7 separate regions of the Mus musculus genome follow, and all the other regions are linked to region 2. The links are chromatin contacts, called in public promoter capture Hi-C and targeted proximity ligation maps. All regions are on one chromosome and are shown on one strand. The core of a region is the stretch at or near the end of the contact, and the rest is flanking DNA. Distances in the headings are between cores, read along the strand shown.

Region 1 (3,746 bases), core at 977-3,476, 1.6 Mb after region 2:
GGTACTCAGGCTTTTGTGGTACGACTTATATATTGAATATTAAATATGGCTTCACTGAATGTTCTATAGATGGCATGCTAGACATCAAATATAAAAGGCTGTGTAACACGTATCCCCTTCATTCAACTTTCATTTTCTACCCTTGAATTTTTTCACTATACATGTGTGCAAGTAGAACTATCATTTGAAAAAGAACTCCAGGACTAGAAAGTATTCCTAAGCTTATCATAAAAGGTATTGCCAGGAAAGTAATTAGAGCCATTACTTGTAAATAAACAATTTTATTGTTCATCTTCACATATGTGAGAGACATCACTACAGCATCCATTACTCTTGAGTTACAAAGTTATAAAACAAGATTTTAAAACTTAAATTAATAACTTGGTAAGGTGCTTAACTTCTAAACAAGGACAAATTAACATATTTTAACCTTAGTGAATTATTATGCATCAAATGCAAGTTTTATCCAAAAGTAAATATAACATGACATTTCCCTAATACAATTAAGTAATCTATAACTAATAATCTGATAATGGGGTTCAAAACCACAGTTTGAATCTTTCAGAAATATAAATTCATTAGTACATCAAATTGTGGCTGTAGGCCTGTTATCAATATGTCATAACTGGCATTGTAACTCCTTAGGACAACAGAAGTTAGCAACAATCAAAATTTCTCATTTAGGTCTCTTGCTGATACCAACTGAGATAGTTAAGAGCTTTCTAACTCGGCTTTTTAGCTTAGAAGCAAGGCTAACAAATACCATAAAAATTAAGTCTGGTTACAAAACATTTTCACATTGAAGTCAACCTGAATGACAAAATAAAAGAGGGAACAGCGTGATGTTCCTTAAACTCTAGAACATTTACAAAGGTTCAATTAATGATTATTGGTCTCTGTTACAAAACTGGCAAGGACTTTGAAAAGTTTTGAATTATGCAAGTACAAATAGCCGAGTTGCTCTACTTTCCTTTCTTTTTAAAACTGTTTCTCTGAACTGGTTACTCAATTCTAAACTATCTTTCCACATGTAGTAAGTACTTTTCACAATCACATGTACCTCACAGATTATGTGTAATGAAAGATTGACATTGTAATGAATTTTCCAGAAATATTTTATTACCCAAGTCCCTGATATATCGCATTCTGAGTATATTGTAACAATTGTAGGGGTACAAAATATTGTTATATCTGGGACGTTAAATATAGTCATACACAGTAAAAAAGTTATTTAAAATTTGGTTGATATACTGACAATAACGGCAAAGACTTAACCGTTTGATGCTCACAGAAAACTGGAAGGTATGAGTCACTGACATATTGATCTCAATTTAAAAGACCATTCATTTAATACAACATTAATGGAGGTATCAAAACAATGCACTGCTTTCAAATCAGGCCTGAATCAACACTGAAAAACTCAATACAATATCAATTAAATTTGGGTTATCCTTTAAAACACATATAGAGAAGAGCAAAAGGTACTCATTTTAAAGTCTTATTAGTCTACTAATAAAGAAAATTAAGATAATACAAAATGGATTTATTGAAACTACATTAAGGCTCAGATTTTAAAACAGGAGAACCAAAGAAATTCAGTTATGGCTATTACTGTATTCATACAGTGCCTAAGCAGTTAAGCCCTTAGAGGATGGAAAAGCATGCACAGCTCAGTATGTACAGGTATTGTGGGTACGTGAACATAGCCAAGGCCAGTTCTAGCAACTGCAACCTGCGGTTTTAAATTTCTCTATTAGGTGGTTTAAGACAGACCCTTAAAAGTTTTTTAAATTCTCTTTTTTATTGTAGTTATTAAAATATACATCCTAGCAAAAATGTATGGCTCATTGATCAATTCATAAAACACAGTCTAAGAACACCAACTGTTACAATATAAAAGAAACTTCTTATAAAAGAAGTTTAATTGGATGTCAAAAAACCCTGATTAAATCCACAAATGAAAAGTATTTGTGTAAGGGTCTTTTTGAAAGCTAAAGGTGTCCAGCTGGAAGCTCATACCCTGGGATGCCTGTCTCCAGGCCTTCTAATTGTGGAGACAATGGCTTTCATTTCAGTCTATGGAGAACATAAGCTAATACAGTCCATAGCTTATGTGCATATTCGGGAGAAGGCAGAGTTAAAAGTGTCTCATCAATGAGTCAGTGCTCTATCCCCATATCTGATCAGAGGGCAACTGCAATCACGTAGTACTACAGCTCCGTGAGTGACCTTCCAGTGGGACCTTGAAACAAGCAAATGCTACCATTTCATACCTGCTCCAGGACTGGAGCTGTTGCACTGCAGTCTTCTTTTCTTTCAGCACCATCCACCCCAACAGCTTTGGATGCCAACAAACCTTGAAAAAAAATTGTACAAGAATGGCTTGTTAGGAAAGAAGGACTGATTTCATCACAATAAACTTCTACAGGGAATACTTTCAAATGCTAACTTTTAATAAATACAAATACCCTTAAATTTGAGAGTTGTTCACATAATTGACTTATTTTCTTTTTAATGTTATTTTTTGAGATCCTTAAATACATAAAACTTATTCTGGCTTCAAAGTCTAGATTAAGATGTTTTATATTGCTAATACTGATAAAGTAGAGTAGCATATCATTCTGCCACACTAGTTTTCAAAAAGCATTTCTAAATTTTAATTTCACTTATACTCGTTAACCTTAGCTTAGTGCATCTATGCTCACTTATGCAGTATCTTCTTCCAAAAGTTTCAATACCATTTCTTAGGCTTATTTTATATGAAAGGGAAAGAATGTGTGGGTCTTTAGAACATCTGGCCTGACTTCATTCTACACATGGTGAAAAAATGGGAAGTTCTAGTTGTTTTGTAATGTATATCCCTAACACTGGATTTTTAAAAGACAGAATTCCTTATTTATGACACACTTTTTTTCCACAAGACATCAAAATTTTGCCTTAATTAATAAAAGCATTCACTTGGATACAATTCTTAGCTCATTCTGTCACTACTTTTTATGAGACTAGGTTTATCAGACCTTCAGACAAATATTAGATTTAATGGCTACTTTGTTCATAAAAGGAAACATGTGTAACAAGTGATAATTGTAAACTTGCTATAGGAATTTTTATCACTTTTATTACTAAAATTGTTAACATTAGTTTATAGGAGAGAAAAGGTTCCCTGAAACACTAAAGGACAAAGAGTTATTCACAAGGCAACATGAGCCAATTTTCTCATATAACTACCCCAAAGGTGTTAAGTAACCAAGATGGAAGCACACATACTCATATGACCTCCTCACAGTACTAAGAGAGACACATGCAATATGCTCATTCGTCAGTAGGCACACTGTTTTTACTGAAGAGATGAACGTGTACACCTAGTGTGAAACAAAGAGGCGCAGTGCAAAGCAATGAATCTGATATATTAGTGACTGGTACTCTACTTAGTTTGAGACCACCATCTGTATAGTTCCTTCACGTCCCACATCACGTAAGGTGTGTATTTAAAAGAGAAATAAAGGCATGTAGATTATTTTTATAAAATTTTAACCCACAAATTCAATCCTATTTACATTGTAAACATATTTTACATAAACACAAAAGATGTAGCATAGAGTATTTCTTTAACATTTAAAACAGCATATCACTGTTTTTGTTTCTTTTCCAGCTACCATTCTTGAGAATCAATAGGCTACCTAAGTTTTTGTTAATGACACAGAATCAAAGTCTTTTTATGTCAGGAAATGAGCAGAAGTTCTATT
Region 2 (4,078 bases), core at 1,186-3,685:
CATGTCCATAGATTTGGACACGGATTCCTCCCTGAGCCCTCTTGATAGGTGGACTACCACTAGTGGGCAAGCTGGGACCGAGCTCCTCTAGGAACCAATAAAGCATGAGAATATTCATTATGAACTTCTCAGTGATTTCCATTTCATTCCATTAGTTCTTCTCTCTTAACTGAAGGCATCTAGAAATGTAAAGATTAAAAATGTCAGTCAGGGCTAAGGAGATGGCTCAGGGGTAAAGCTCTTTTGCCCAAACATGAGGGCCTAAGTTTGGATTCTAGGCACCTTCTAAAAAACGCTAGGTGTGGTGGGCTTGTGATCTTAGTGCTGAGCGAGACAGGAGGATCCTAGGGGTTCATTGGCCAGCCAGGCTAGTCAGACAATGAGTTTCAGGTTCAGCAAGAGGCCCTATCTCAAAACATGAGGTACACAACAATAGAGAAGACTGAAAGCTAGCCTCTGCCTTCTAAGTGCACACTCATGTCCCCATCTGAAAGTGTGAGCCACACAAGAAGGTGAGGAAGCAACTGTGGTGTCTCCATTCACAAAACTGCCTTCCGTCCCTTTCCTTACTAATTTCCTCCTTCTTGGGACCAGCCTGGGAAAAGATATGCAATAAGTCTTTTTTGAAAAAATGAGTAGATTTAAGGAAGGAATAGTGGAGAAAAATCACAGCCACCCCTCACCCCCTCAAGACCACATCTACAGTCAGTTTTTTTTTTTTTCTTCTTCTTCTTCTTAAAAAAAATTTGGCTTTACTGTTTGGGAGCCATTGAGTTTTGAGATATATGTTAACTAGCTTCATTTCCAAAACTGATTTTGGCTACAACATTCAAGAGCAATCGACCCACCTGCTAATCAATCAATAGTATTTCAGTGCTGCTTTTTAAGAAAGGCAGCCCAGCACAAAACCAGTATTGTCAGCAACCAGCACAACTCACATGTCCTGACAGAAAATTAGTGTAAATATTTGGAGTTCTAAAAAGGAAATCACATCAATGCAGCATTCTGGTTAGTTCATTTTCAAATGAAAGATGTTACTGTTCCCCTGCCACGCAGCCCTCCCTGAGGCAGAAGTTAGTGGAGGTGAAGCAACAACTTCCTGATTCTCCTCACATTGTGTCTACCGGCATCTGGTGGGTTGTGGAAAGGTGGGGCCACACACTTCATGGACTGTCTATGTGATCTCAAAAAAGCTACACAACCTTCCTGAACACCTGTCCTTTGCTCACCTGCCCACTGAAATAAAGATGTTTTTAAATATGTACTAAACAGAAGAATGAAGAATTAGACCAGTCATCTTAAGGTTCACTGCCCAAAGGCACGTCAACGTTTCTGGTTTTTGTTTTTAAAAAAGTGAACAAAATGAATGAGCTCATTCAGTCGTTCAGTAGCATTACTATGAAATCTGTGATGGGTAGGCAAAGACTAAAAGACCCAGGGGCCTTTGTGACAGGACCCTCTCTCCGCTCGGCAAACTCAGTCCATGGCAGAAAGGGGTAGCAAACAGTTATGCGCAACTGAATGTGAAGAAGTAATAAACACATGACCTCGACCTGTGGGGGTAAGAGAGAGGAACCTAGAGCTGTCTGAGGAGCACTCCAAGCTAAACACTACAGAAGGACTATACTCAGCATTTCACCAGCACTGTAAAAACAAACCAGGGCTGCCCAGACGCCGGTCATTTCCGTCCTGCTTCTTTTAACATTTTTCTCTTGTTTCTGTATGTGTGGAGTACTTTTTTACAATGGCTAATTTAAAAACCTTTCTAAAAGATAGCTTTACCAGCACAAGTACGACTGTTATTATTATATATATACTTAATTGGCCAACTCTAAAACTCATTCCCAGTTTCGAATGCTAAAAAGCTGACCAAGATAGGTAGGGATAAGGGACTTCGATGTCGGTAGAAATATATTCTATCAAAGTTACGTGGAACAGACGCTTCCTGCAGCGTGCGGAGGGGGCTCTAAGCTCCTAACATAAAAAACGGAAAGGTGGTCACTGAGCTTCCAAAAAAAAAAAAAAAAAAAAAAAAAAAAAAGATGTGCGAGGCACTGTCACTTCCAACCCGGCTCGTCCCGGACCCTGGGAGAGCCTGCCTGGGCCAACTACACCTAGTCAACCCGACCGGCAACTTGGGAAACTGAGCCCCGGAAAAGCTAGTATGCAAAGGGGCGCACTAGCCTGCCCACTCGCAGCCGTCCCCGCACGGAAGAGGATTCAGGACATTCCGGGTCCTGACTCCCACGTCCCAGGATCACAGCGTCCCGCCCCGGGCGTGGCCCAAAACAGCGCGCAGAACGCCGGGACGAGAGGCCGGCACCTAGGGTAGCCGCGAGCATGCGCACTGTGCCTTGCGTGCCGAGGGCGGTTCCCCGCGACCGACGTCGCTACGTAGGCGTCGGATCCCCGGGGAGAGGAGGGCGAAGACTCCATCCGCCATGTTGGATGCCGCAGATTCGCCATAACCTCTCCGGCTCTTTCCCTAAAAAAATCAAAATAAAGAGCGAAGTTTCCTCAGGGTGTCCGACTTTCTCGCTCAGCCCGGGAGGGAGCCGGGAAGAGCCCGAGGCTTTTTTTTTCCTCCGCCGTGGGGGCGTTGCCATGGAGACGCGGACGGCAGGTGAGCGGGGATGGGGGTTGGGGCGCGGCGGGGTGGGGGTGGGGCGCGGCGCCGCGCGGGAAACCGCTCGTGGTGTGCAGTGGGGAGGCCGCGCGCAGACTCGGGCCGGCGGAGGGATCCACGGGCGGGCGGAGCGCCGACGTCGCAGCGTTCTGCGGCCCACGTTTGGAAGCTGGCTTGATCCTGCCGCAGGAAAGAAAAAAAAGGGAGGCGGTGGAGAGCAAGCGAGGGGAGCGCCCTGCGCGCCTGGGGAGCAGTTTCCAGGGCTGTGGGCGGTGCCAGGGCGCCCGCCAGCGGCCATCCGCGGGCGTCTGGCTGCATAGGTGTTCGAGTCCCGTTGCCTGCCGCTGTTTGTGTGAGCTTTGAGTTGGCTTCTTGCTTAGTCAACAGTTTCGTAAAGTAGATGACTTCCCCTTCCCAGTGATCAACCCCGTGTTCTTAGCCAGGACGTGCTTCAAGTCCAGCCTTCTCTAGTGACCTTCAGAGGGAGCGGCCAATGAGAGAGATGGGCTTTATCACGGGTGACCCTGTCCCATGCAAGTAGTCATTTGCCTTCTGTCTTTGGCCCAGTGCTGTAGGGCATTGTCCTCGTGCGCTTGAACGAAGTGGCTCCAGGCCACTTCCTCCAGGCAGCCCTCAGACTGTCTAGCCAGAAGCTGCTTTAGCTGGTCTCATTGGAAGGGTAGACTTTTCACTTAACCCCTGGTGACTCCCCTTAACCTTAAGCTTGTGACCTCTAGCCTGTGATTGACACCAATTTAGACTCTTGGACCCTGACTTCCGAGGGTCGCTGCCAGTGTCTCCTGGTTGTTCTTAGTTGGTCATTCACTGAAGAAGAGAAAAGTTGAGAGCCCAGATTCCTGACAGTGGAGCTTTAAAGAGATCGGACTTCTGGCTTGGAAAACAATGTGAACCATATGTTTGCTTGGCCTTTGTCACTGTCCCCTGGAATTCAGACAGGCTCTTAGTAGGGGTGACCTTCTATTGAATGACTGAGTGAAGGAGCTGCTGATCATTTGTACACGTCACTGTGGTTTCCTGCTGGAGCCTGGGTCCATCCATACAGGGGACAGAAAACTCACGTTCCTGGGGCTTACCTCCACTACTCTCCACCTTTAGCTTTGGAACCTATCACTTGATCTGTGAAATTAGTGTTGGTGCTACAGAGTGGCTATAGGTCAAAGGGACACACAACAAGCCCCAAACAGGTTATCTTTCTGTTTTCCAGCCATGACAAGTGAAGAAGGCTCATAGTTTGAACAAAATGTATTTCTGTCAGCTCGTTTCTGGGAAATTTCCCGTTTTGGTGTTGGAAAGGCGGCTTTGGGTGGTAAACAGGCTGGGTGGTCATTGCCCCAGTTCCAGCTCTGTTCTGTGTGTGTTCCAGCTCTGTTCTGTGTTGGTCTCTTTTTCATGGTATCTTTTGCTTTGGGTGCAAAGGTTTCTGCTTCTTTC
Region 3 (4,113 bases), core at 1,503-4,002, 1.7 Mb after region 2:
TTAAATGCTAACCCTAAACCCAATGTGTATGTGTATTCAGGGATGAATACACTAATGCGACTGACATGTGGTTAGAATAGCAAGTGACTTATTAAAGCTACAAATTTTGGGTCAATATTCTGTTATTTTCCATACCATTTCTGTAAGTAGTCCAGTGCCTCCAAACGAGCACCAATCTCAAAAGTGATTCCAGGACGATTTGGGGGCTTTTTACTCATCTTGAGATCCTATTCTTCAGTATTTTCTTTCCACTACCTCAAGAGGAAAAAAGAAAGTTAGATCCTAACGCATGAGATGCACATGGAATACGGTTTAAAGGGACAGAATTTAACTAATTTTCAAAATAATACATGGGACGTTACAATATTTGCCAGACTTTTAATTGAACAATCACTAAAGCTTATAGGTAGGATGCAACATGAAGGAAATTTTGGTAGGGCATTTATAAAAGATAAATACAGAAAGGAAAAACAGCTAAAGAGAAGCGACAGCTAGTAAGACTAATAGCTAAAATGCCTCAAACCTTAGCTGACAAAAAAAAAAAAAAAATGCTCAGGAAAGAGCCACCCAGGGAAGGCTGAAAACACTGTGAGTTTTAAAATGAAGACACTTGTGTTTACTGAAACTGTTGAAGGGAGCAGCTTAATTGTCTTCCACTTAATTTCCAGAAATCATTTAGTATGTCAGAACATACAACCCGTGGAGAAAGCAGCAGACAAGCACTGTGTCAGGGAGGAGTCTCACCAACCTTTCTGGAAAATCAGGGTAGTTAGTGCATACTATCTCAACAGCACACCATAGCATCATTTTAACATAAAGACTTGCAAATGAGTTTTCTTTTTCTTTCTTTATTTCTTTCTTTCTTTTTTTTTTCGAGGCAGGGTTTCTCTGTGTAGCCCTGGCTGTCCTGGAACTCACTTTGTAGACCAGGCTGGCCTCAAACTCAGAAATCCGCCTGCCTCTGCCTCCTGAGTGCTGGGATTCCGAGTGCTGAGATTCCGAGTGCTAGGATTAAAGGCATGCCCCACCACGCCCGGCTTCAAGTGATTTTTCTTAAATTTCACATTTCATAATCAAATTATGCCAGACTCTGGGTAAGGTTTCTATTATTAACTCAACATTGTGCCCATAATGACAATTAAAAAAAAAAAAAAAAAAAAAACCTGCAGGAGTCGTTACTTCACTATACTTCACTATAGCCCATTTACATTAAGTATTTAATGATCTTTTGGCCACACTGGCTTGCCTAGCACACGTGCAGCCTTTTTGACTACCGAGTATTTGAAGAGAATGCATATATTCTCAAGGTATCAATAGTGGAATGAAAATAATAACTGGCAAGCACGGTCTTATCAAAATACAACGGGTTGGGGACCAGGAATCTAACGCTGCTCTTGTTGGAGGGAGATGCTTAGAACATGTTCTTACATTACTACTCACTAGGATCTTTCTAGCTTAAAAAAAAAAAAAATAAACACCACACAAATGAAAAATCCCCACACAAACGAAAAATCTTATAATGTTTTAGCCACTGTTTAAAACAGGTAAAACTTAAGAGCAAACAGAATTCCAAATGTCCCTTCCTGTTTTTTTTTTTTTTTTTTAATCTGAAAAGGGAAGAAAAGAAATAGCATCAACGCTTGTTACAAAAATATGGGGGATCAAGTTTACAAGGTCGTGCCTAAGGGGATATAGAATATCCTGACATGGCATCAGTGAGGTTAAGATTCATAGCCAGGACACACTAGGTGTAATGGGAACAAACATAAATATTTTAAATAGAAATCTTGTAAGTGTGCAACATACAAGGCTGTTACTTCAATGTACAGAAATAGAATCCGAAGAGGCAGTTTGCCAGTTATGCTAACATTTCCTAAGATCAAACTTCCAGCCTGTAAATCTAATCCCCCGTGACTCTCAGGAATGAGGACCTCAAAAGGCAGGGACGATTTCCATTCTCTTGTGAGGAGACAGGAGAATGAGGGAGGCGGCAGAATTAGGAACTTTTACGAAAGACAATCTATTGGACAGACCCTTAAAGTGAAACTGTGGAACAGGGAGCGAGAAAGGGGAGAAGGAAACAAAAAGAGAAATGAAAAAAGACCAGAAAGCGGTAAAAAAGAGTTCGTTGTAAGGATGGTGGAAGTTTGCAGAGATGACAGTGAGAGGAAAGAGACAGACACACAGAGCTAGAGAGCGGTGAGGGAAAGACCGCGAAGCTAAGCAGAGGGGACGAGGCGGGCTCGCAGGGGTGTCAAGGGGAGCCAGGAAAGGCCGCGGCGCGGCTGGCCCGGAGCCCGGGAGCTGCAGGTTGACAGCCGCCGGCCCGGCAAGGGAAGGAAGGCGGGGGTAGCGCGGCGGCGCGCAGACAATAGGGTCAGCGGATGGCAGGGAGCGGGACGCCGGCCGAGAGCAACGCGGGCGCGAGCGCAGCCCGGGGACCCGGCAGCTTCCAGGCCCCTCCGCCGCCTCTTACCGACTCGGCCTCGTCTCCGCACAGCAGCCGGGCCGTCCGGGGCCGAGCCGGGGCGCGTCAGGGAGGCCAGCGCGGGCCTCGTTCGAGTCTGCCCGGGCAGCAGCAAGGGAGGGAGCGGGAGCCGAGTGAGCCGGGCCCGCGGCGCCGCGTCGGCCCGAGGAAACGCGGGAGGAAGCCCTCAAGCCCACTCCGGCTCCGCTACCATCGCAGCCGCCGTCGCTGCCGCCGCTGCCGCCTCCGCAGCCACCACCGCCGCCGGCCAGCCCTGACGCGACGCCGGCCGGGGACGTCAGCCGCCCGCGACGCGCCGGAAGCGGGCTGGGTTGAGTCACGTGGTACGCGAGGGCCGGGCTGGCGCGGCGCAGCCGATTGGAGGACTATTCTGGGGGTGGGGCTTCGGCCAGGCTGGGCTACTTACACATAGAAAAGACCTGGGCTCTAGATTCCCCTTGGTGGGGTCAAGAGGATGGTGGCCTTTTGTGATTGTTGCTGGTTTCTAACAAATCCCACTACTTGACACATTGGGCAAACTTGTCAATGCACCACACACTTTTCACCGTGTCTGTTCTATCCCACGTTAAGGACAGACACAATGATCTGTATTACAAAATCAGAATTGTCTCTTTTGAATGGATACTTTGTCACGACACTCTGCTATAAATATATCACATGACAATCAAAACTGCACACTTATACTACTTTCCAAATTCAGAAATCTTTATAAAACAAATAAAAGATTCTTAAGAATCTTTAAAAATTCCTAAGAAGTTTAGGGTACTAATAGAACAAGTCTTCACAATTAATAGTATAGGACTACCTCTGTTGAACACCTACCATGTACCAAAGTCTATATTAAGCAGGAGAATCCCTATCCCAACTTTGAGAAGATCTACAAGTTATCATTCAAAGTGCTACTGAGAGAAAACATCTATTTTTTTCCCCACTCCATCACTCTGCCTCCCACGTTTTAAAAGTGCATCACTGCATACAAATGACACTTATATTTATCTTGCTTCATCGTGTACAGTGAAAATAGAAATGTTTTCTCTGACTTTCAAGAGATTTGGTAAATTGAGAAAATCTTCATAATCATCCTTTTATTCAAAAGACATTCATTCAAGAAATATATATCTAATAGTTGCAGAGTTATACTGAGCTTAGTGATGCTACAAACAATGCGAATAAGACAGTTCTGAGATGATATTTGTCTTTATGTTCTTCTTTTTAATCCTCTGTGGTTCTCATTGGTCCAATACAATTAATATTTCTATTATTTCTAGAATCTTTTTTCTGTCACAGGCAGAATTATACTTTCCACTTTTAAAATATTATGTACGGTTATTTAATTTGCTGTAAAATTAGAATACAAGTAAGATCACACACACAAGAAAATGCCAATGCAAGAAGACAGTTCTAAAATATTTTTGTCCCCCAGTACTGTGATTTACAATGTTTGCAATAATTACTGTTTTAGCAGTAGAAGTCCTTGATACACTAGGATGACTGTAGGAATTATGGATCACCTAAAACAAACATGCAATTTAAAACAACACTTGATTTAAACAATAAAATGTATAATGTTGTCAAATAAAAAACATATATTTATAAATCAGGATCATTTGTTTCAGAGTCTAATC
Region 4 (3,867 bases), core at 1,022-3,521, 1.4 Mb after region 2:
CCTAGCCTGCCCTAGGAAATATATATGTAGAACATGGTTTGATGGGAAAATAGGCCTTGGGAATATAGAATAAGAAGCTGGGAACCTGTTAGAATAGTTCACATCTGCAATGGCCATCACTGGAGGTGATGCTGGACAGAGAGTCAGAAGTTAGCTAGAGTGGGTAGAGACAATACATTGCTCTAACAGGGGTCTCTACATGCTACAGGAGACAGAATGAATGTTTGAGGGAGACTCTTTTCATCTCCGCAGCTGTCTGTTGAGCCACTGAATTGCAGCCTGTGACTGTAGCTTCCAGTTCCTGTTTGAGACATCCTGTTCCCATAGTCTATGTGTTCAGATGGACTTGGCACTTCCATGGCACAGCTCACTTCCTTATCTCATGGTCTGAGCCCAGCTCCCACCAGGATGAGGGCACTGACAGCTTCTGAGCTCCTCACTCAAGCAGATCCTTACTTCAGTTGCTACCCTGGGCAATCCTGCAGTCTCTTGCTAAGGTTATGATGGACTCTACAAGAAGAATATGCATACTTTTGCACCTCCATGTTTGTTCTATCTTTGAAGTATATTTCCTATCATGACCTTCAAATCTGTCAGATGAAAGCAAGTATAAATTATTGTTATTTTGAAGAAATATAGGAAGTGTCTTAGTTAGGGTTTCTATTCCTGCACAAACATCATGACCAAGAAGCAAGTTGGGGAGGAAAGGGTTTATTCAGCTTACAATTCCATACTGCTGTTTATCACCAAGGAAGTCAGGACTGGAACTCAAGCAGGTCAGGAAGCAGGAGCTGATGCAGAGGCCATGGAGGGATGTTCTTTACTGGCTTGCTTCCCCTGGCTTGCTCAGCCTGCTCTCTTATAGAACCAAGACTACCAGCCCAGAGATGGTCCCACCCACAAGGGGCCTTTCCCCTTGATCACTAATTGAGAAAATACCTTACAGTTGGGTCTCATGGAGGCATTTCCTCAATGAAGCTCCTTTCTCTGTGATAACTCCAGCTGTGTCAAGTTGACACAAAACTAGCCAGTACAGGAAGATTATTTGGAAAATGGAATTTCAGGTTGGAAGCTCTTGTGAAATTCTTCTCATAGCACAGCAATTACCTTTTTTCTTTGTTTATTAGTTTCCTCATCTGTTAAATGGGTATATAAGAATGTCACTAGAGAAGCATTGAGAGCATGGGCTATGAGGCCATCAGCCAAAATCCAAGTCCAATCCTCACTGATAAGCTATACAACCTTAGAAAAGCTAAACCTGAAGTCCTGAGGCTTCAGGTTTTTGGTTTAAGTAAGAGTGAGAAAAATACCTTACTTATATATTTGTTAGGAAGAATTTTAAGGCGGCATGAAAGGGCTTCTTATGTGTACCAAGCTTCCTGAAAATAATACCAGTGTTTTCAGATATCCTAAGCAGTAATTCAGAGAATTCTTGTGAAAATCAAATGAAACCACAGGTATAAAAAGATGTAATCTATAAAAAATTCTTCATATAAATATGTACTATTGATATTCCTATTGATGCTCAAACTATAATTTTAAAATGGTAGACTATTCTCTAGTCCAGTGATTCTTAACCTATATGTTGTGATACATTGAGAGCCGAATGATGCTTTCATAGGGCTTGCCTAAGACCAAGACTAAGTCTGTGCTAAGGCTAAGGACTGATATTTACATTATGATTCATAACAGTAACAAGATTACAGTTATGAGATATCAACAAAAATAATTTTATGGTTGGGGGCCACCACAGCATGAGGAACTGTGTAAAATGGTCACAAGTGTTAGGTTGAGAACCGCTGCTCTAGACTAACAGATCAGCATTAGAGTTTCATCTCAGCCAAGGCATTTTCCACAGCCTCCCCTTGCTGGTGCAATTAGTCATGGATCAGTGCATGCTGAGCTGACCCTGACTGATAGTTTTACACCTAACCAGCTGGTTCTGACTGCGTGTCAGTGACTTAAGTAACATCAAAGTCAACTTCAAGCTTGCTTTTCTTCTGACAATAAAATCTTATCATGAGGAAGTGGAGCATCCAGCCATGAGGAGGCATCCTGGGAGAGCATGAGGTGGGGTTTCAGTGAGTGTGATAACAATCTTGCTATGGATCTTAGCCTCATGTTGCACTGTCTGAAATACCCAGAGGTGGCTCGCCAGTTACTTTGGCATGGTTACTCACACGATGAGGGTGCTGGGGCAGAATGGTGCCAAGGTCTTCCTCGGACAGTGTCAGGAAGTTGAGCACAGTGGCCTTATCACCAGCCAGGCAGCCAGCTGTTTCTAGATTCCCAGTATAGGTCTTTGTTGCTGCTGTGAGTTCCTCTATTAGAGGGCTAATTCCGGCAACTTCTGCACAAAGATGCCCCAGGGAATCCAAATCAGCAGAACATGATTAAGGCCTTAAGGTGTTTAGAGATCTTAGGGGAAGGGGCCTTCTTTTCTCTCTGTTTGAAACTCATTCCCTCAGTCTTCTCAGCTCCCTCCTCCCTATGAACATCTACTTGTTCTACACAGACATTGCATCACACTGACTGCTTGTTGTCCCCGCCTCTTGGAACTGATGGTGTCTGCAAGTTAGGATTGCAGAGCTGAAGACTGGTCTCATTAGACACTCTTAAAAAATGCTGTCTGTGAGCCGGGCGTGGTGGCTCACGCCTTTGGTCCCAGCACTTGGGGGCAGAGGCAGGTGGATTTCTGAGTTCGAGGCCAGCCTGGTCTACAAAGTGAGTTCCAGGACAGCCAGAGCTATACAGAGAAACCCTGTCTCAAAAAAAAAAAAAAAAAAAAAAAAAAAAAAAAAAAAGCTGTCTGTGAGGCGCAAAACTCCACAGCATTCCCTTACCATGAATGCCCTACTCATGGGAAGACATTGTAAGAGATTCTTATGATTTCAAAACATTTTCAGACTCCTGCTTAGAAACAATCCAGTTTCTCTTTGGTATCTGTCAGTAATCATCTCCCAAATGGGATACCCACAGATAGTCCACTGAAGCTCCACATGAAGGTTCTAGAGTATGTGTCTATAGATATTATTTAAGAAATGTCACTCTTTCAGTTTCTGTAAGTTATAGGTACATATTTGCTGTGTTATTTATGGAAACAGTTTATGACTATGAATAATACCCTGAGAATAACTTTTTTTTTCTGTAAGTACATGATCAAGAGTTAGGAAGTGACTAGTCAAACAATAAAGAGACACTGGGTAAAAGATGGAAGCCAGGAGGATACCTTCATCCAGGGGTTCTGCTCTATTGATAGAAGGAGGCATGCCAGCAAACCATTTGACCTTAGGTATAGATTACTATGGCAACTGTTGATCTGCAGACAGACACCACCACCATGCCTACCATCCTTCATCCTTACTGATGCCACATGGCATGATCAACAACACCCTGGTGAGTATCCATGAAGTGCCCAGGACAATAGGGATAGTATCAGAAGGAGGGGATGCAGGATTATTTATTAGCCCGTTTAGGTAGATTTGAGAGGGACAGAGAATGAGTCAAAGAGCTAAGATGACTGTCAGTGGCCAGTAATGCCATCACTATCAACTCCAGACAAGACAAGAAATGTAGTCATCCTACAAAAACAGGAATTGAGAAAGAGGTGTGAAGCAAACATCTCATGAGACCCTCAGATGTCTAGCTGTATCAAATTCTGCAACTTTTAAGGATCTCCTACTCAGTCTTGGTCACCAAAGTCTTGCTAGATGCGTTTTCTGGGGTCCCTGTGCACCAGGGCCCCCACCACGTTGTCTTGTCCTGCTTTTCTCTTGTCCCTTCATCCATTCAAGGTTAGCTCAAGAGGGTAGATCAAGTGGCAGCCCTGTCTCCCCATATCTCTGCCATTTGCTACCCCACAGAGGC
Region 5 (3,924 bases), core at 1,203-3,702, 1.7 Mb after region 2:
GCCATACTTGCTTCTAGACTAGGCTTTGTGAAGCTAGTGAAGAGGACTCAGTAGGGACTGGAGTCTTGAGTTTAGTCCACAGGGAGATCCAAATATCCTATGCAGGTTGCATGAATGAGATAAAAACAGAGTCTGACTTGCCTGGATTGTCATAGTTGTTGTGACACATACCCTGACCAAAAAAAAAAAAAAAAAAAAAGCAACCTAGGGGAGGAAAGAGTTAGCATGGATTGCAATTCCAGGCTGCAGTGTATCACGATGGGGAAGTCAAGGCAGAAACAGAAGCAGCTATGTAAGGCTGTCACATCACATTGACAGTTAAAAGCAAAGACAAAATATACACAACCTTGCTTGCTTGCTCTCAGTTAGCTCTTTCTACTCTTATATGGCCCAGGAAATGATGCTGCTAACAATAGGTTGGATCTTCGTACATGAACTAACCATCATGATTCACCCTGACCCCCAGATATGTCTACAGACCAACCAGGTCTAGGAAATTTTTCAGTTAAGACTTCTGTCTCAGTTGACTCTTGGTTGTGCCAAGCTGAGAGTCCAACTAGGCAAGCACATGGACCTTCACATAACCAGACAAGGCTCATGCTCCATTAACACATTTCACATTCTGCACAGGTTGCTGGGTAGAAAATGAAGTGGAAAGAGTTCTGGAAAAAAGCTCAGCTTAGCCATGGTGACCAATTACAAAGTCACCACCTGAGGAAATAAAAGCATATCACTATAAACAACTAAGTTTTGGATACTTATTTTACTGTGGAGTAATTTCTGTATTAGAATGACATCCCTGCCACTCTTTCCAGATTATTAGCTTTCCCAGACTCTGACCAGAAGAACAATGTCAGGCCCTGATATAATTCTGTAGTGTGTGTGGCAAAAAGCCCAGACTGAGGTAGCTGGTAGTCATGCAACTCATACATTTTTAATTTCCTAGTATGTACTAAACCTCATACTACACCATGATATATAACAAGAAAAGAATAGATAGACCTTAGGCTCTGAAGTAAAGCAGGAGATGGAACATAGAAAGTCTCTTGGTTCCTTAACTGTAGCTATGACGCACACTCCAAATAAAAATTGTAGAGAGCTGTGGCCTTCATAACTTGATCTAGGAGAGGTCATGTAGAAGGAGTTGCTTAGGAACAAGATGTAGAAACAACGGTAGTATGTTTAAAGACTCCAAGGTGAAAGCAAACCTGAACAAGATGAAAGGCTGAAGATCAACATGGTCAAACTTTAGAAGATAGAATGTGTGCAGTATGAGGCTAAAACTTGCCTCATAGGCTGCAGGGGTGATTTTGAACTTATTATGAGAGAGGAGCAAAGATGAAGGTTTTAATTTAAGGAATGACATAATCAAATTTACATAGTGAGATATGTATGTGCATAATGTGTTGGATAGAGGCCAAGTAGACAGTTGGAATGTTAGCATAAAATACAGTCAGAATGAGGTAGTAAGTGGAGTCCCAGGGAGAGACAATGGAGGTGGAAAGAATGTGGGATTCTGCGTAGGAAATAATACTGATATCTCCTAACATCAAAAATAATCTCGGTAGCAATCCCCAAGAATTAATAACACAAACTCTCCACCATCCTGATCAAGCTCTCCAAAGAGAAGTCAATTCACAAAATCCAATAAGGAATACATCTTGCACATTCCCTCAGGTACCCAGCTATTTCTTTCTTCTTTCTTCTCATTTGATTCTGCAGGCCAACCTTGGGGCTATAGATTATTACATTTAAATTTGAGAAAATTGCAGCTCAAAGATGCTAAGCCACAAGTCTGAGGTCCCAAAGCTATCGTGAAAGACCATTTTAATCTTAGCCTGTCTATGCCAGTGCCTGGAAAATGAAGAAGTGGATGCTCACAGTCATCTATTGGATGGAACAGAGGGCCCCTAAAGAAGGAGCTAGAGAAAATACCCAATGAGCTAAAGGGGTCAGTAACCCTACAGGAGGATCAGCAATATGAACTAACCAGTAACCCCGCCCTCCCCCCAGAACTGTGTCTCTAGTTGCATATGTATCAGAGGATAGCCTCATAAAAATCACATTATTATAGATAATATATAGCTTTTATAGCATCCTGAACTTGATAGCGTTGATGCTATCTTTGATATATTTAGGTTAATTGGACCAAGAGCATAATAACTGTATGCTACTCATAACTGAATATAGCCAGAAAATGTCAAACAGGAAACATGGCTTAAATTTTCTCATGTTAATATAGTTTGAGGTGACACAGAAGCTCTGAGAAGCATCCCTCAATGATCACAATGTATGGAGTTGACCTGACTCTGGGTTGCCTGTTCCCTTCTGATGGTCAAGAAGATCTGCTGTATTTACTCTGTGAACACCACTGATGCGATCGTGACAGGAAGTATGACCTCATTCTGCTGCCCTGCCTCTAGTTCGGAAAGGCTGATATTGAAAGTAAACAAGGCCCGTGAGACTAACTCCCAAGAATGACAAGCTATTCTATTCTTGGAAGCAGCTGAAAGATCCAGAGGCCCCTGACCACCAAATTGCCCTGTGAAAGTGGCAGAGACATGGTCATCTCCAACCAGAAGGGAAGACGGGGTGCTCTGTGGGAAGTCACTTCTGCACCTGTTGACATTCTGATGGGATTTTTCAGTTGAAGAACGGCTCGGTCCAGCTTTCTGCACTACCAACCACTGGGAAGCTTCGTATTTCAGTAACCCTCCTGTCATTTATCAGTCGGAAGAAGAGCCCGGGGACTCCCTGTGGAGGAATATGTATGAGCAAGTTATATTTCAGAACAGATGCATTGCTTTGATGAGCTGGTAGACAGAGTCTGTTTCTTGAAAAGTTCTTGAGCTGTGAATGCAAGTTGTTTTCACAGTTACTAATTCTTGACTAGCGGGCATTATGCTCACTGTACATGGCTCCTCGCTTTTGTAAGATCAAACAGCGAGACCTTGCTTTCTGCTGCACAATGCCTTGCCTTAAAACTAAGCTTACTGCCTGAGGAAAACTAACATATAGTCATTTGGACTGGACAAAGTCTTATTGTATTACTCAATGCTGAAATCACAAGGAACATGCTAGTATGTTCACTTGTATGGATATTATCTTTTTCAAACCAGTGATTTTCTTTTTTAAAAATGTGTGTCTTTATTTAGAAATCTTCCAAAGAATGCTAGAAAGTTCTGTATTATTTAAGACAATCTTATAAGCTGGAGTATATGATTCCTTGAAAGGTTCACTATACATTATTAAATAATCTAGTTTGAGCCTTAGAGTTGATGTGACTGATTTAATGTATTATGTTATAGCAATCAATTATTAGTTGACATGTTTATCAAAAACAGGGACAGAACTACTAGATCATAAAAGGCTCTCATGTCACCTTATAAAACTACTAGGGTCGTATTATACATATATACTTATATACATACAAACATATGTATATGTATACACTTATATAATTTATGTAATTCAGTAGCTACATGGAGATAGAACTATGTGATAAGAGGTAACTGATCAATATTTGCACAAATTGCACACTTTGAAGCATGCTTACTTTGAAATTGAAAAGTAAATTCTAAGCTTTCAGGAATGTGACTTTGTAATCTGGGTTGTGGTGGTCTATTTGTAGCTCAGTATAGCTTATGCTGTTTAGGAATGTTCAGACTGATAGCCACCACAAAAGCCTTGACCTTCTCCATGGCCACTTGTCAATGGCAACAATCTCCAAGCACTTACTGCAACTCAATAATGAAACTAGTTCTGCTGGCTGCTTTAAATACACATTTGTTTCAAGGACACTAGAACCAGCCTCTTTTTCAGATTTCTTAATTAAGTAACAAAAACCTATTTAATCTGGATGACAAATAAACCTTTGTAAGTATTGCTTTTCTCTCACAATGGTGTTGTTATTTACAGAATATT
Region 6 (3,713 bases), core at 687-3,186, 1.5 Mb after region 2:
CAGTATACTTCATACTGCCTGACAGCTTCCATCCAGGAGTAGCTTGCATTGTTCATTCATATGTCATTAGTCATACCACAAAAGCCTGCTGCTGTAACCTCAGTTTCCACATCTGTACTATGAAGATGACACTACCTATCACCAAGGTCACTGTGGGACTACAAGAAGTGACCTAATATATAATGTGTGCCACAGAAACAGGGCACAAAAGATTAATAAACGGCAATGATAAATAGCAAGTTACACGAGTGGGGATATCTGGACTTTGGGGAAAGACAGACTTGTCTTTGAACATGATATATCACGAGGAAGAAGTGCACAAGGACAGGTCATCTGGTTTTGGTGCCTGGCCTTGGTATTTGTATAGTGAAGATGATATAAGAACTCAATGAGGAACTGCATATCCTGTAGATGCCACAGAAATGCTCTAGCCTCTTCCCTTCTGCTCCCTTCACTGAACACATCCAAATCTTCAAAGCCTCCTTATTATTCCTCCTTCCAATGATGTAAAGAGGACCAAGCCCAGAACTCCTTTCCCTCATAGGGGCTGGCATTGCAGCTTAGGAAATACAGTGAGCAATCAACAAATTCGGGCATTATCCACTCAGAGGATTTCCCCCTCATAATGGCACATTCATGTCATAGTCTCTTGTCCCTCGGGTCAGAGTGTGTTTCTATGCTGGTTCCAAAAGTTCTGCATGGCTTCCCCATATTTCTATCTCTTATCTTACTCCCTTTTGTCTGGTGTGCAAAACACCATGCCATGACTTGAATGCTTCCTTCAAAACTCTTGTGGAAGTTCATTTGCCTCTATGGCCATCCATAGGTGGAAGTTTTAAATGGTGGTCAGGGCTGTGGGCTCCCATCTTCATGACTAGATAAATAGCGTGGTGAGGATGAGGGGTTGTGGAGGTCTGTGTAGCTTCTAGATCTGATCCTGGGAAGAGTCCTGTTTGAAAAGCTGCCATCTCCACTGTTGCTTTTCTTCTCACCTTGTTCCTTACCATGCATTGCCTCTACCCTGTTACAATTGGAGAAGGCCCTCTCCAGATGCCAGCATGTTGGCATTAACTGGCTTGTCTACTGCCAAAACTGTGAGAGGTATTTCCTTATAAGTAGCCCTGCAGCAACAATATGAACTAACCAGTACCCCCCGGAGCTCGTGTCTCTAGCTGCATATGTATCAGAAGATGGCATAGTTGGCCATCATTGGAAAGAGAGGCCCCTTGGTCTTGCAAACTTTATATGCCTCAGTACAGGGGAATGCCAGGGCCAAGAAGTAGGAGTGGGTGGGTAGGGGAGTGGGGGGAGTATGGAGGACTTTTGGGATAGCATTTGAAATGTAAATGAAGAAAATACCTAATTAAAAATAAATTAATTCATCCATAAAAAATAAAATAAAATAAATTATAACAAAAGTAAAGAATAAAAAAAAAATAAGTCACCCTGCTCTGTGGTAACCACATAAACTGAACTAAGAGCCCTGGCCTCTCAAGGCTCCAGAGCTTCAGCCACAGTCTCTTCCCTCCCTTCATTTCACTTTCATGGAGGCGCCTCTTGCTATCATTTAAAGACATCAACTGCCAAATTTCAGCTGACATTAAATCTGCCTCAGGGGTTGGTAACAACAGGTAATACTGTGCTGAGACCCATCTTCCAAGGGTCCAACTTCAGGGGCCAGGGATTGGCCTGAGAGTTGATATTCCCAATAGGTTTCCTGATACCGACATCTGAGCTGAGGTTACACACCCCCATACTGAAAGCATCACACAGAATGTCCATAATTGCTAACAACTTCCCCCCTACACTCCTTTGTAGCAGGCCTGTATCTAGACTCCAGCCACACCCTGTTTTGTTGTCCCTTCCCAGAATAGGGAACCCAAGAGCAGAGTCATTAGGGAACAGTCTGGCCATCTGCTGAGGGTGTTTATCTAAATGTGTACTTCCTGTTATCTGGGTACACTGTTCAAGAAATCTATGTTGAAATCCACAGAGAGCTCTGTTTGTATTGTGTGTGTTTCTAATGAAAATCTAGGGACAACTGAAACATGAACTGAGGACAGGTGACTCAGACAAAGCTCCCAGCACCCATTTGTATACACTGCTTCGTAGATCTCCCTGCGGCTGTAATCTAGTGGCATGAAACACACCATGGTCAGTCTGAGGATTGACCTCAGGTGATATAGCAAACATTTATGACACTGGCATGTAGTAAGATCAGGACCTCATTCTATTTTCTGACACAGAGCTCCTCAGCTGCTGGGTTTGCAAAAGTCCACAGTGAGTGAGCACATAGCCAGGATAGGCCCGGGAACCGTCTACCCCACTTTCCACATTGTCTTCCAAATGGCTATTGAATTGTAAGGAGTTGGTTTTTGTTTGCTTGCCTTGGTAGAGATGGAACCCAAGGCTTACATATGCCAGAAAAGCACTCTACTTCTGAGCTACACCCTAGCCCAGTCCCAGTTGAATCTATCCTAATAAACTATGAATAGTAGCTAATGGTTTCTCTGTATTCCTTGAATTATTCTGGCAAGCTATTGAACAACCCAAGGAGAAATGGAAATTCTTAACTTACAGTCAGTTGCTTGGAAGGACAGAAGGCCATGAGCTCACAGTTAGCAGGTAGTGGGGAAGCTTGTAAGATTCTACCCTTTGCACAGGTTCTTAGTTCTGACTTAAACTTCAGGTATTTTGCATCAGAACTGAAAGAATCAGTAAACACCCAACTTATGTCTAGAGAATTGGGATCTTGGTTGCAGATGGGACTACACATTTTGTGTCAGAAGTGCTGGAGAAAAAAGCTCCAATCTCATCTTGTCTGGGCATAAGAAATAGAATAAGCCTTACCTCACTGGCTTGTGAGTAGAAAGAAGGCACTACAGTGAGGGAATCCTGGCTGCTAGCCAACGATAGGAACACATAGTGCCTGGGAAGTGTGAGAGTGTTGGTATGAGGGGAAGGAGGAGGGAGGATATACTAACTGCTCTGTGAATGTGGTGCCATCTGTGTGGATCTCAAGGAAACTAGAAGAAATCGACAATCCCTTACTAATGTCTCTTTTGTGTCTGTAACTTCAACAGTTTTTAAGGGACCTTGCCTAGAAGATAAAAGGACCCAGAGCTGTGATTGTCATTTCAAGAAGACACATTTGACTTAGTGAACAAAGCCAAGTGAGGCCTCACTGAAGCCCATGTCGTGCACATACGAATGCGGTGGGGGAAGCAATCTTCTTTAAGATGCAGGGGCTATCAGGGCCTGTTTCTACCTATGCAGGAAGGCCTGAGTTTATGATATATGGACCTGAGTAACCCCTGTGTTCTGCACACATACACCTGGTCTTCTAGACACCAAGATTTCTTTTCTAGGTACTGCTGTTGGGGAGGACTACAAACAACTCACTTGCATTCATAAAGTTGGCCAGAACTTCTGTATTTCTGTGCTAAGAAACACCAGACATTGCATGAAATTGAGGACAGCAGCATCAGCAAGCCCATTACCACAGGATCTGTGGGAATCTGCTTTGATGCTTCTGTTTTTCCAGTATTTTTTTTTCCTGGACATGGGAGGACTCAGCTTTGTTTCATCCTCTGTGAGAACAGTGAGGATAAAGAAGTCAGGATGCAATGGCTGGTGTGCAGCCCTCTTTGCTGAAGCTGTGAGGTAGGGAGGAGAGTCTCAACTCTCTGATCTTCTGCCTTCTACCTTTTATC
Region 7 (3,760 bases), core at 523-3,022, 1.7 Mb after region 2:
GTGACATTCTTACTAAGAAACAGTATATCGTCTATAAATGAAGCCCCTACTCTTTTGATGGAAAGCCAATGCTTTCTGTGGTCTGTTCTCCATTTGTTGTAAAACTATATTTTCCCTGAATTCTGCTGAGCTACTTGGTCGTAACTATATTTGGGTTCCTTTACCAAACTCTCATTCTTCTCATCTTTGCTTATTTGTGTTCTGAAGATATGTTGTTTATACCTCAAAGGATGGGGACAGATTAAAACAACACAAGGCAGGCTCCTCTTACCCCCCTCCGCTAGTGCAGTAGGCAATGTTGCTTTTGTTCTGATTATTGGGAACCTTACACAGGGCAACTTTGTTGGTTAGTTTCTATTGTCAACTTGACACAACCTAGAGTTACTCAGGAGAGAGGATCTCAGTGAGGCATTATCTAGAGCAAGTGGGGCATGTCTATGTGCAATTATCTTGCTTGCTAATAGATATAGCCCACTATGCAACGCATCAGTGCTTTGTCTGGGGCCCCTGAACAGCATCAGCAGGAAAGAAGCTGACTGAGCAGAAGCAAGCCATCATGACTGGTGCACTTTTTCCTCTCTAATCTTGACTGGGAGTGTACTGTGTGACTAGCTGCTTGACTTATTGCCTTGGCTTACCCAAAATGATGGACTGTAACCTGGAATTTTAATCCAAATAAACAGTTCTTTTCTTCTGACAAATTGCTTTTGGTCAGAGTGTTTCATCATAGAAACAGAAATAAAAAGTACAACAGCATCATTGGATATATGTATATACACACAGAGGTATAGATAGATAGATAGATAGATAGATAGATAGATAGATAGATAGATAGAGAACGGCTGTCTCCCAAGACATGCCTATAGACACACACACACAGAGAGAGAGAGAGAGAGAGAGAGAGAGAGAGAGAGAGAGAGAAAGAGAGAGAGAGAGAGAGAGAGAGAGAGAGAGAGAGAGAGAATGATTAAATTCTTTTGCTTTTCCAGGAAGTGATCTAGACTGTTCTCTGAGTGATGGCTGGGAGTCTCAGAAGCCAGTCACAGACACTTCAGAATCCTCCTCTTCTGGCTACATCCTGCCTCAGTCTCTCAGAGAAAGCTCCCAAAGTTCCTCTCTTCAACTTCAGGTGAAAGCATCAGGGCACTTCGAAAAGAACAGTTTGGATCATTCAAGTGAGTCCTTTTAAATCTTTGCCACACCCAAACTATTCTTCCTTCTTGCCACGTAAGAATGATGTAGCCATGACTAATGTACGCTTAAGAACTGGTATCAACCTGCTTGAGGAAGGGAGGACCTGGGCTCCTGGTTGTGTCCAGAAGATACAGAGGCAAATGCCTTTGATTTTAGTCATGGAGTCCTCAGCAACCCTGGGTATACAGTGTTCTATTTTTTAAGAACCTTGGTGCCTGATAAGTATTAGGTTTTGATAAAGCTGAGGGGAAGGATGACAGGTCTCTATTATTTACTGTTTGATCATTAGCATGTGTTTGATATGCTCTAAAAGGAGAAAAAATGAAGAAAAACAAAACAAAACAAAGCAAACAAAAGAACAAAACCAAAATCAAACAAACACCAAACAAACCCAAAACAAAACAAAGCAATACAACAACAACAACAAAAGCCCACGTCTTTTAGTGCTATGACTCAGGAAGGCAGCTCTTGGTATTTCCTAGCATGAGGAGTGAAAGAAGCTCACCAGTGTGCTGATGACTCTCGCTTGTCAGCAGCAGATTAATGACATTTTCATGATGTCTCACATCCAGCAGAGGAGAGCTGAGCTCGCTCTGCTAAGCTTGCAGAGATTTCATGTTTCAGAGCCTCTCCTATAATCTACAGCACAAGGAGCCACCATAGGAAAAAAATGTACTAGGCTCTACACGCAGGTGACAAACTCTAAAATTTAACCTTGAACCTGGGCAGAGAGATTTTCCTAGTTTTCGCTTTGCAATGAAAACAGCCTAGAAGACTGTACACGGTGTCCTGTCTACATGAATACTCAATACAACTGAGGTTATCACTGTGGGAGGCAGAGAGTGAGTGAAATGATCCTGGTTTTACTCGCCTCTATAAACCATTACTGAATAGTGTCCCACTGAGCATTCCTCCAAAGACTTAGTCATGTGTCCCGCACAATATATTCCTTCTGCAGTTGTTCAGCAAGTGCTAAAGGGTATTTAAGTTCCAGGTACATGTGTTTCAATAGCAGAAAAATCTATCTTTGACTGTGAGGATAACCACCAGGCTATCAGTACCTTCTGAGTCTCAGCAGCCACCTCTTCTAGGGAGCCTAGCCTTCAATGTTCTGGTTCACAGAACTCCTCTCTCTTATGCCCATGAGCTGCACCACTGTTGCCTGCTTGCCTGCATGTCTCAGCATTCTCTGAACCTAAGGTCATAGCTATCCTTGGATCCCAAATTGACCATACAGTGACCCATCAGTGTTCATAGCCAGAGAACTTTGTCGTGTCTCAAGCTGGGGTTATTTTCCTTAATTGCACATGAAATCAGAAGAGATGGAGAATGCAAATACACTTTAGATGAATGGTTAACATTCAACTGAACCCCACAATAATTTATTTAATTCACAGTATACATAAATCTTCCACACTCTGAGTGACATAATTTACTATTGCTCCACTTTGACTCGCCAGACTTCAGAATTCCGCCCACACTAGGGATTCAGTGAGATTTATAGCTAACTCTGTGTTCATTCCCAGGATAAAATCACAAAAATAAAAACATTCTCAGTATAAAGTCTTTCTGAGTTTTAAACAACTGTTGCAAAATTGAGCTTCTGTAGTGTTGGGGGGGGATTAAGTTGAGATCTATTCATAAATATATTTTTAAACCCTCACGTGTTCATCTTTAAGTCAGCTCTGATTTCTTACGGGTGATTAGTCTGAGACTCAGGGTATGATTCTTATGAGTCTCCTAATTACAAGTGCTGGGTGTTTTGTGCTTCTTTCTTCCATGATTTGACCCCATTGAAATAGTTCACTGATTACAGAATTTTGAAAGATTAAGTACTTCATAATACATGTATCTTTTTCTTCTTGGTCTTTAGAGATTTCCAGAAAGCAAAGTTGCAATTGTCCTTCTATGCCTCATTTCAGACAAAACATTATGTCCTGTCTAGATGTGGTTTTAAAACCTTGCCTCTGGTACTTCATAGCTGTTTGTTATTGAACTATTGCACCATGTCTCTTAGTCTTGGTCTACTCATATGCAAAACTGAGATTATGTCCCCTGCCTTGCATGATTTCAGGATAATTAAATTAGCCAACGTATTAAAAGCATTTGTGAATTATAAAACACTCTGCAAATGATAGGCATTCTTATTATTGTGATTGACATAATCATATTCATCATCATATTTTTAGTGTTCTGACTTTAGCATAAATTCTACAAGGGCTTCTTCCAATATCAAAGCAAATAGCAAGTCTGAAACATTTTGACTTGCATAATCTCTTGTTTTGCTGTGAGAGGGGACATTTAATTCATTGACTGTAGGGTTTTCTAATCATTTGACCCATATGTGACATGATTTTAAAAAATATGTTCAAAATGTATGCATAGGTGTATATGTCTGCATGAATTTATAGGTAGCATGTGTGTGCAGGTGCCCATGGAAGCCATAAAGGGGCATCAGGTCCCCTGAACCTAAAGTTGTGAACTACCATGTAGGTAGTAGGCATACGCTTAATCATTGAGCCATTGCTTCAGCCACACTTGACATGATTTTTATCTTGTTATTGAT

Evidence for each region. Promoter capture Hi-C pulls out the DNA fragments that hold promoters and counts their contacts. Capture Hi-C pulls out chosen DNA fragments and counts their contacts.
Region 1: a promoter capture Hi-C map of liver shows a contact between it and region 2, with 8 times the contacts expected there. A contact is called at or near these places in 3 of 39 promoter capture datasets (hippocampal neurons and liver) and 4 of 130 datasets of targeted methods (the NIH/3T3 cell line, astrocytes, large pre-B cells and 1 more).
Region 3: a targeted proximity ligation map of microglia shows a contact between it and region 2, with 7 times the contacts expected there. A contact is called at or near these places in 11 of 39 promoter capture datasets (the 3T3-L1 cell line, the C10 cell line, HPC-7-derived erythroid cells and 7 more), 6 of 484 Hi-C or Micro-C datasets (B cells, CD4 T cells, liver and 3 more), 15 of 130 datasets of targeted methods (DN3 thymocytes, astrocytes, differentiating embryonic stem cells and 12 more) and 2 of 9 other capture datasets (adipose tissue and liver).
Region 4: a targeted proximity ligation map of microglia shows a contact between it and region 2, with 5 times the contacts expected there. A contact is called at or near these places in 5 of 39 promoter capture datasets (the C10 cell line, embryonic stem cells, hippocampal neurons and 1 more), 1 of 484 Hi-C or Micro-C datasets (CD8 T cells), 5 of 130 datasets of targeted methods (astrocytes, embryonic stem cells, large pre-B cells and 2 more) and 1 of 9 other capture datasets (embryonic stem cells).
Region 5: a contact with region 2 is called in a promoter capture Hi-C map of liver, with 6 times the contacts expected there. A contact is called at or near these places in 5 of 39 promoter capture datasets (the C10 cell line, HPC-7-derived erythroid cells, liver and 2 more), 1 of 484 Hi-C or Micro-C datasets (B cells), 6 of 130 datasets of targeted methods (astrocytes, extraembryonic endoderm stem cells, large pre-B cells and 3 more) and 2 of 9 other capture datasets (adipose tissue and liver).
Region 6: a contact with region 2 is called in a targeted proximity ligation map of pro-B cells, with 4 times the contacts expected there. A contact is called at or near these places in 7 of 39 promoter capture datasets (the 3T3-L1 cell line, the C10 cell line, cranial neural crest and 4 more) and 5 of 130 datasets of targeted methods (astrocytes, embryonic stem cells, large pre-B cells and 2 more).
Region 7: a promoter capture Hi-C map of neutrophils shows a contact between it and region 2, with 10 times the contacts expected there. A contact is called at or near these places in 3 of 39 promoter capture datasets (the 3T3-L1 cell line, embryonic stem cells and neutrophils), 4 of 130 datasets of targeted methods (epiblast stem cells, extraembryonic endoderm stem cells, large pre-B cells and 1 more) and 1 of 9 other capture datasets (liver).

What each region holds. Positions count from the first base shown.
Region 1 is chr15:66,608,136-66,611,881 of GRCm38.p6, reverse strand. Phf20l1 (PHD finger protein 20-like 1) reads right to left here. Exons shown (of 21, transcript NM_001081409.1): 9 at 2,274-2,356. Among named protein-coding and RNA genes, the nearest start is that of Phf20l1, 32 kb to the right of the region's middle.
Region 2 is chr15:68,257,213-68,261,290 of GRCm38.p6, reverse strand. Zfat (zinc finger and AT hook domain containing) reads left to right here and starts at 2,435. Exons shown (of 16, transcript NM_001145888.1): 1 at 2,435-2,623. The coding sequence starts at 2,605.
Region 3 is chr15:66,576,211-66,580,323 of GRCm38.p6, reverse strand. It overlaps Phf20l1 (PHD finger protein 20-like 1), which reads right to left and starts at 2,752. Exons shown (of 21, transcript NM_001081409.1): 1 at 2,477-2,752; 2 at 136-255. The coding sequence starts at 218.
Region 4 is chr15:66,816,920-66,820,786 of GRCm38.p6, reverse strand. The region is part of intron 41 of Tg (thyroglobulin); the gene reads right to left. The region is part of intron 1 of Sla (src-like adaptor); the gene reads left to right. Among named protein-coding and RNA genes, the nearest start is that of Sla, 13 kb to the left of the region's middle.
Region 5 is chr15:66,559,574-66,563,497 of GRCm38.p6, reverse strand. Tmem71 (transmembrane protein 71) reads left to right here and starts at 2,452. Exons shown (of 10, transcript NM_172514.3): 1 at 2,452-2,768.
Region 6 is chr15:66,744,819-66,748,531 of GRCm38.p6, reverse strand. All of the region lies in intron 34 of Tg (thyroglobulin), which reads right to left. Among named protein-coding and RNA genes, the nearest start is that of Tg, 76 kb to the right of the region's middle.
Region 7 is chr15:66,538,988-66,542,747 of GRCm38.p6, reverse strand. It overlaps Tmem71 (transmembrane protein 71), which reads left to right. Exons shown (of 10, transcript NM_172514.3): 6 at 990-1,175. Among named protein-coding and RNA genes, the nearest start is that of Tmem71, 20 kb to the left of the region's middle.